Regions from separate parts of the Zea mays genome. Here region 1 is linked to region 2. The links are chromatin contacts, called in public Hi-C maps. All regions are on one chromosome and are shown on one strand. The core of a region is the stretch at or near the end of the contact, and the rest is flanking DNA. Distances in the headings are between cores, read along the strand shown.

The links. A called contact is a pair of places that touch in the nucleus more often than the background predicts.
Region 1: a contact with region 2 is called in a Hi-C map of tassel, with 2.4 times the contacts expected there. The contact joins the promoter of LOC103632944 here to the enhancer-like site in region 2. A contact is called at or near these places in 2 of 25 Hi-C or Micro-C datasets (leaf and tassel).

Annotation. Positions count from the first base shown.
Region 1 is chr1:28,367,772-28,371,908 of Zm-B73-REFERENCE-NAM-5.0, forward strand. LOC103632944 reads right to left here and starts at 2,640. Exons shown (of 3, transcript XM_020547106.3): 1 at 1,813-2,640; 2 at 964-1,688; 3 at 296-864. The coding sequence starts at 2,214. The coding sequence ends at 450.
Region 2 is chr1:28,235,557-28,240,298 of Zm-B73-REFERENCE-NAM-5.0, forward strand. No RefSeq gene overlaps it. Among protein-coding and RNA genes, the nearest start is that of LOC103644520, 83 kb to the right of the region's middle. Within about 2 kb of position 2,630, at least 9 of the 20 cell types and tissues checked have an H3K27ac peak or open chromatin away from gene starts, as enhancers often do. A contact at or near this core is called in tassel, where this site is marked.

The sequences.
Region 1 (4,137 bases), core at 1,390-3,889, 130 kb after region 2:
GGGAGAGGACAGAGGAGGAGAGAATGAGAGATGGAGGCCGACTGGCCGAGCGAGGGCTTCGCTGGATTGCTGGAAGCCTGGAGAACGCTTGTGGCGATGTGGCCCGTGGGCCTATGGGATGGGTGTAATTTTAACGGATATTCGGGTATTTGGGTATGGATATTGATTTTTCGTATCCGTTTTAAAAATATCCGCGGATATCAAGTGCTATCCGTATCCGTATCCATGGGTACAGACTCGTACCCAAAACCGTGCCCAACGGGTTTTTTATCCGCGGGTACGCGGATAAATGACATCCATTGCCATCCCTAATGACTTTCATTTGCATTGAAACCATTCAACAGCCTTTTTTTACAGCACAATAAATCTTTGGTATTTTGTATTTGAAACGCTTGTATATCGAATATGTCCATTGTTTAGCCAGGCAAGTATGCATTCTTGAGAATTTGCTACTCCGTTCTTGTCCCGGCAAGTAGCGCCTGGTTCAAGCCCTCGGCTCCTGCAGCATGGGCAACTGAAGTTGCTTCACAGTCGCAGTCCTGATCGCCCGCCGCCGCCTGCAGAGCGGCCATCTGCGCGTGCCGTCTGTCCGCGGGGTAAGTCCAGTACAGCGCGGTGTAGGTGAGGCAACAGACGGCAACTGGCACGGCGATCTCTGCGAATACCGCCTTGCCGAGAGCAGCGGCGTTCTCCCTGTCAGCCTCCACGCTCGTGCCGGACGAGGCCGGTTGGTACCCGAAGACGCGCTCCGCCAGGATGCCCACGAGCGGCGGCGCGAAAGAGGCAAACACTGACTCGAAGCACCTGTCCATAGCGTACACCGTCGTCCTCGCCTTCTCCGGCACGATCTCCGCAAAAATTGGGCTGCAAAATGACTGCAGGGTGAGCGACTTGCCAGATGGAGCAAAAAGGCCCTTTTACCGTTGGCAGGGGCGCAGGGGCTGACAGTGGTGTCACTCTCACTTGTTTGTGGAGGCGGGGCACCAGGGCGAGACGAAGCCGAAGACGAAGAACATGGCGGCGTACGCGGCCCCCGCAGAGGGGTTGTCGGGGAGCGCCAGCAGCATGACGGCGGCGAGCGGGATGCTCGACGCGGTGCACACCTGCGCAAGCGCGATCCTGCCCGTGTTGGGGAACCGCAGCGCCACTGGGTCCCCGACGAACCCCGCGAACAGCGAGCCAAGCGCGTTAGCGAGACTGTTCAGGCTAGTGATGACGGTGGTCTGCCAGTGCGTGAACCCGACGAGTTCCAGCCACATGGCGGCGAAGCTGAGCGCCGACCACGGCACCGACCCAGCCACGCCCTGCGCCACTATGATCTGGAACGTCGGCACCTTCACCACGTCCTTGGCCTCTCGGACGAGTTGGGCCAGCGTGGCCGCAGCCGTGGCCTTCACGCTGACGGGGCGCGGGTCGGCGCCGAGGAGCCACGTTAGGGCGGCGATCGAGGCGCTGACGAGCGCGAGGGCGTAGAATGCCAGCCGCCAGCCTGGGACGCCGAGGAAGCTTGTAGCCGCTAGCAGCACGCCGAGGGAGTTCCCCGCGACGTGGCCCATGCTTTGCGCCATCGTCACCCACCCGAACGCCGCGCCACGCGTGCCGTCGTCGCTGTAGTCGGCCACCAGGGAGTAGACCGCAGGCACAACGACCGCCAGCCCGACGCCGTTGAAGCCCCTTGCCAACGCCATCTGCAACACACTTTAGCGCTCAGATAGCGCGCGCACGTGCAGCAATCGCTAAAGCCAAAGGATGCCCCCTTTGTTAGTGTCCGGTCCGATGTCCAGACTCCAGTGGCCAGTGGCAGTCACTGACCTGGAGATATGTGCCCGAGGCGCCGACGAGCAGCGTGGCCACGGCCCAGAGGAATGCCCCGACAGCGACGACGCGCGCGCGATCGTAGCGCGCCGCGGCGCACGTCGCGAGCGGGTAGCACAGGGTCTGCACCAGCGCGCGGCACAGCGTGAGGGAGCCCAGCGCGGTGGGCGACACGCCCAGCGACTCGCCTACCTCCTTGTACACCGCGGGCAGCAGCGCCTCGTCCGCGCGCTCCAGCAGCGCCGCCGTGGTCACCAGAACCAGCGTCAACTGCCGCCTACGCCGCTGCACCTGCACCGCGCTGCTCCCCATTTCCTCCACAAACAACACTCGCGTGCCAACGTACGCAAGGGTTTTAATATGAAACGGAGGCCAGGGATGACAGCTCCAACATGGCATCGTTTTTCTTCTCTGCTCGTACGTGCAAGCATTTTTTTTAGGGAAGTACGTGGAAGCATTGACCTACCATTTCTTATACGATTAATAATGCTTGCAAGCAAGTGACTGGCTAATGTATTTTGCGGGATAGCGATGGCGGTGAGACGCGAGTTTCACGAGCGAAAGCTTGGGTTTCTGACTGGCATTGTAGAGGCTGCGACAAAGTCTTGTAGAATCTAGTGACCTTGTCCTGAATCCTGATGTCCAAGATTGGACTTCAATTCTCTGGTTGATAGCCAGTGCCCGGTGCTGCAGATTGAGAAAAGGTGTAAATCCTCAGCTATCACTGTCCTTTATTTTGCTCCCAAAGACGGGATTGATTTGTCAGTAAGGTGTAGCCAGCCGCTGAGCTATGCTGTCAAGAATCGGGATAGGCTAAGGAAGAACCGAGAGACAAATCAGAGAGAGAGAGAGAGAGAGAGAGAGAGAGAGAGAGAGAGAGAGGAGATGGGAGGAGGAAGACGACATGTAGTCTGTTATTTCCCAATTCTTTCATGCCTCCTCCGTTACCGTTCGACTCTCTTATATGGCATAATATGGGCTTAGCCTAGCTCAGTTGGCCCACTTTGGCCCGACTACCTTTCTATTTGTTTGAACGACGGCTTCTTGTATCGCGCTTGCTCTTCCTGCCATCAATATGACTTATCTTCAGGTTCTTCAGTGCTGCTGCTAACATCCCCCCCCCCCCCCCCTCTTCAGTTCCGGCTTGACCCCAAGCTGGAGCACGAAGAAATCGATCACGAAGAGTGGCTGAACCTGATGAGCAGCCATGTCAATTGGAAGCATCGGTACCGGTTTCTGGTCACGTCCCAGGGCAGCCTTGAGCTGTGATACATGGAATACCGGATGGATTGCAGAAGAAGGTGGCAGTTTCAACCTATAAGCAACTGATCCCACTCGCTCCACAATTTGGTAAGGACCAAAATATTTGAACTAGAGTTTGTTATTAGCACGGGTAGCAACTCAAGACTGAACATAGGGTTGTAGCTTGACAAAACCCAATCATCCACCTTGAAAAACACGTTCAGAGCGATGTAGATCCGCTTGCTTCTTCGTTCTGGCCTGAGCTGTTGGATATTTTATGGGCCTGACCCATTTATTGAATAAACTTTATGGTGTGTAATGGTGGAGAATACCAATAGTACCATATTAGAAGTCCAAGAATCTTTTGGCTTGACTTATATGGTGGGAATTATTCCACTTAACTTGAGAAGTCAGGAAACGGACAAGGGCTTGCCATACGCGCGCGCGCCGCCGCCGGCCGGGCCGGGCGTGGCGAGGCGTTAATTTTTAGCACTCACTAACCGCGTTAACCTTTCAGTTGCTTGTCTCTTCGTCAGCCGAGTAACCCTTCTCCTTCAGCTTACCGACTCATGACGTGACTCGGCGAGAGCTGGCCGACTCATGGCATGACTCGGCGAGAGCTGACCGACTCTTGCGTGACTCGGCGAGACCTTTCTCCTTCAGCTTTCCTCTGCGAGAGGTTAAATAGAGGAGCACCCCTGTCACTCGGTACACGCGAGAAAACACTTTCAGAATCACAGTCCAGCCGCCGAGTGAGGGTATTTCCATCTCGTGACTCTGCGCGCACAGAGAAGCGAGAGGGCAGGTGCCTCCGAAGCGGGTGTCGTTCGAGACCTTGCACGGGGGATCGGCAATTAGGTTTTTGGGGAGCGTCTACGCGACTGCCCAAAACATCTCCAACATGACAAAAAAAGCTGGCCAAGGATCTGGATCATCAGAGCGCATGGGAGGGTATGATCAGTTTATTTACTTACTGTTTTGCGTTCTGGAGATTATATATGTTTCATATATTCATCTATGCTGTTTCATATGTAGGAATGTTTTTATCTTATATGTTCTGTCTTATTATAATATGATAGA
Region 2 (4,742 bases), core at 1,380-3,879:
CGAACAAGCTGTCTTTGGTCACTGTCAGACTTGAGAACACATCTAAGAGAAATCTGATTTGTTTCCATCTTCATTGTGCATACCTTGACCCCTTGAAACTAACCATGCATCTATAATTATCATGATATCTGAAGAGATACTTCCATCTTTAGACAGCTCCTTAGCTGCTTTATTTACTAAGTCTACCATTTTCAAATGGTTATTGTGCACCACATCTTTTTGGAGAACAACTTTCAAAAGCTCACATCCTTTACTGGCCTGTCCCTGTGCTATCAACAGATTTGTTAAATTTAATAGGGAAAAGATATCCAAGTCAAAACCTTTCGTCTTCATCTCTTCATAGTAGTTCACTGCAGTCTCCATTCGACCACACTTGCACAGTCCATTAACCAAAGCAGTATATGCTATCCCATTTGGCGAACAACCTTTTTCCCTCATTTTGCACCACAAAACAATGGCTTCATCGGGCCTTCCAGCATTACAGAGTCCATCTAACAAGCTTGTATATGTAACAACTGTTGGTGGCTTCTCTTCATCAATCATTTTGTATACGCAAGTGATTGCTTTGTCAATACTGCCAGACTTGCACCAAATATCAATCATAAGATTGTAGGTAACTACAGAAGGAAGCATACCCTTACTCAACATTTCTTCCATGATTTCCTGTGCCTCGTCGAACTTACCTGCTTTCCGGAATCCATTTATCAAGATATTATGTGCCACCACATCTGGAAGATAACATTTGGAAGAAATGTCAAGGAAAAGCCCCAATGCATTTTCTATGTCTCCAACTTTACACATCCCATTCATGGCAGCAGAGTACGTGACAATATCAGGAAGAAAACCTAATTCTAGCATTCCATCAAGAAATTGCAAGGCTTCTGTTATCCTGCCACTCAAACAAAGCTGTTGCACCATGTCTGTGCAGTTCTTAATCCATGGTTTGTGCGCATTTGCGCGCATCTCCCTCAGCAGATCAGCGGCAGCACTAGTATCTTTTCTTCTACAAATACCATAAAGCAATGAATTGTATGTGAACTCGGAGGGTTTCAAACCAAGATCCTTCATTTGGTTGAATATCTCATATGCTTCATCTAGTTTACCCGAATTGCACAATTCAAGTATCAAATCATTAAACATCAAAAGCTTTCCCTTGCAACCAAGGCCAACCATGTCCTTTGTGAGAGCCAAAGCCAGATCCAGCTTCTTAACCTTACAAAGGCCGCACACAACAATGTTAAACGAATCAGAGTTTGGTTTAACATCTTCAGTGATAACAAAAATATGCACACCAACAGTATCATCGTCACTAACCCTCTGATCACCACGCACCATGGAGCTGAGCAACTGATATGCTGCTTCTACCTCTCCATGGTTAATAAGACCGTCAAGAATCACATTATATAATAGAACAGCACTGCCGGGTTTCAGATGCACTGCATTTTCATTAATGAATGGACCAACAGTAGAGAAATCTCCTTGCCTACAGAATGCTTCGATTATCTTCTTGAGCAAGCGGACATCAGGTGTAATCCTGTCCCGCTTCATATCCTCGAACAATTTCACAGCTTTCCCCATCTCGTTTCCATGACACAGCCCCTCAATTAACACACTGTACATCGCCAAATCCACACTGAATCCATAACTGGCCATCTTACCAAACATATTCATGGCCACATCAACCCTCCCCTGCCTGGCAAGCCCATGTACCAGAACGCTCAATGTCTTCTCGTTTGGTCGCATGTCAAGTGCCTCCATCCTCCCAAGCAGCTCAACTGCATCCTCCACCTTTCCCCACTTGCTGTACGCCACAATAAGCATCGTCAACACGTGCTCATCCACCCAGGCCCTCTTGCTCATTCTCTGTAACACAGCGCTCGCGTCTTCAGGACGGCCCGCGTTGCAATAGCATTGTAGGAGCGAGGTGAGCGTGTACCTGTCGACGCTCTCGTCACCGCACGTCACCACCATCTCCTGCAACCGCGCCTCGGCGTCTTCCGCGCGGCCGGCCTTCGCGAGCGCGTCAAGGAGGCAGTTGTACGTGTACGAGTTTGGGGCGCAGCTGAGCGTCGTCTTCGCTGCATCAAAGACGCGGGCAGCGGTGTCCGGGAGGCCAGCCGCGCCGAGGCGGCGGAGAAGGAACCCCAGCGCGCCAGGCGTCATGGAGCAGCGGGAGACGAGTGCATCGGTGGCGAGGCGGTCGAGGTGCGCGCGCTGGTGCGGTGGCAGGAGTGATGCCATGGCGTTGAGGGAATAGCAGGAGTGGCGGAAGCCCGGCTGCTCCGCGGCCCAGCGGAAGAAGTCGAGCGCGTGGCGCCAGGACGGCAGGCGGAGGATGACGGACTCCGCGGCGGGCGGCGTGAGATACGCCGCGAGGCGGCGGAGGCGGGCCGCGTCACGGGTGGCGCGCGGGCGGGAGAATTCGTCGAGCAGGTGGTGCGCGAGGAAGCCCGGGGATGAGGTGGTGGTCGCGGCAGGGGAAGATGAGGCGGTGGTCGTGGCAAAGGACTGGAGCAGGAATAGCGACGCGGGCGCGCGGCCGAGGCGGCCTATAGACATGGGAATGGCTGGTGCCCGGTGGCGAGCTTGATGGGGGCCTTGGGGCGTAGTGGCGGCAAGAAGTTTCGGTTGCGGAGTCGACTGGAGAGTGGGCAATGGGCACGCACCGAGGCTGGTTTCGGCCTTTCAGGTTTCTCTGTGTGTAAGTGTGGAGAAAATGTGAATTCTAATACACCATTTGGATGTAGATATTAGAGCATAAAATTAGTAATTAAAATCACCTTTCTAATATTCTATTGTTTGGTTGCATATGAAAGTAAGATTTGAAATTAGAGATCAAATTCCCTAGATTTGAACTATTAGAGCAACTCCAGTAGTTATGTAAAAGAACTCTCTAAATCAAAATTTTAGAGAACTGCTCTGAAAATATCTCTCCAACAATCCCTTAAAGCAACCCTCTAAATTTATCAACTTCTAATTCAACCCTATGTACTCTCCAAATGTAGCTATCCTTCTACCACTCCTCAAATAAAAAAATCGTGTCAAATTTTCCTGGCCGAGCTACGCACATCCCACATGTCCGGCTTCCACGCCGCCAAGTCTAGCTCTCCGTCGTTGCCGGTTCCTGTTCCACATCATCGTTTCTGTTCTGCACTGCGGTGCCGCCGGCCTCGTTCCCTGCTACTAGCTCTCGTTTTCTGTCCTAGGTCCTAGCCGTCGGTCCTAGCCACCGTTCTGCACCACAAGCCACCGTAGTACCTTGCCATCGGTCCCAGGTCCCAGGCTCCAACAAAAGCCGGTGTCCAAAGCAGACGTGTATATGCTGGGCAAGTTTGGACATCACAACATGCAATGGACATGAGGGCAGTGACGCGGCAGGTTGAGGACGGGAGGATGGGCAACGGGCAACGAAACGTAAAAAGTTTTGAAATTTTTATTTACTATCTACATATAAGAAACTGTTGGATGTCAAAGATTTATTTTACTCTCAAACCTTATTTACCAACTCCCGAAATAACAATTTAAGGAGCTATTTTTTAAAGAACTACCGGAGTTGCTCTTACTAGAAACACACTCTTCTAATACAAAGCATCACCCTTTTGTATTATGTGGAATTGAATCACACAATTTTAAACTCCACTTTAGTGACATCTAAATAATAAAATTGAAATTACATATGTGATAAGACCGTCAAATCTATAAAAGCACAAGTACTAAAAACATCTACTTCCACATTTGTTTTAAATACTTGAACCTATATAAATCTGATAGACTGTCGAGTATCTCAGAGGACCTCGGTAAATCAACTCACAATCAATTTCACAAATTAAGTAAATACACATTCACATACTGGAGTTTTGCAGCCACGAGTGTACAAGTAAGGAGATGAGAGTAAGTACAAAACTTGATTTTAAACAAATATAACTTTGAACAATATAGATATAACCATAGTTTTGAAATACATTGTTAACTCAATGACAATCTTCTAGAAAAATTAGAGATGGGATAAATATATAGAAGGTCGAGCCCACCGACACTTATCCACCATCCTCATCAGGCCTAAACCTTCACCTGCAATATGGTGGGATAAACCCTAAGTACTCGAATGTACTCAACTTGACTTACCCGTCCAAAACCAGGAAATAAGAAAGTAAAAGACACCAAGGATCATGCAAGACTTTATCTGGAGTTGGCTCTTTATTTTGGAAGAGTACATGAATTAATGTAGTTATTAGCAACTTAAGAGGCGTCATGATTATTAATCATCTTTTAGCAATTCACTTTTATCTATTATGCGGCAAATCTTGGTTAGCACCTAAGTAGCAAGATGACATTTGCCAATTTACTATGTCTAGTTATAGCTTTAGTGATTACTTAAGTTTGACAAGTATTGATAGTCGCCTAGAGGGGGGTGAATAGGGCGAAACTGAAATTTACAAATATAAACACAACTACAAGCCGGGTTAGCGTTAGAAATATAAACGAGTCCGCGATAGAGGGTGAAAAACAAATCGCAAGCAAATGAAGAGTGTGACACGCGGATTTGTTTTACCGAGGTTCGGTTCTCGCAAACCTACTCCCCGTTGAGGAGGTCACAAAGACCGGGTCTCTTTCAACCATTTCCCTCTCTCAAAACGGTCCCTCAGACCGAGTGAGCTTTTCTTCTCAATCACTTGGAACACAAAGTTCCCACAAGGACCACCACAAGATTGGTGTCTCTTGCCTCAATTACAAGTGAGTTT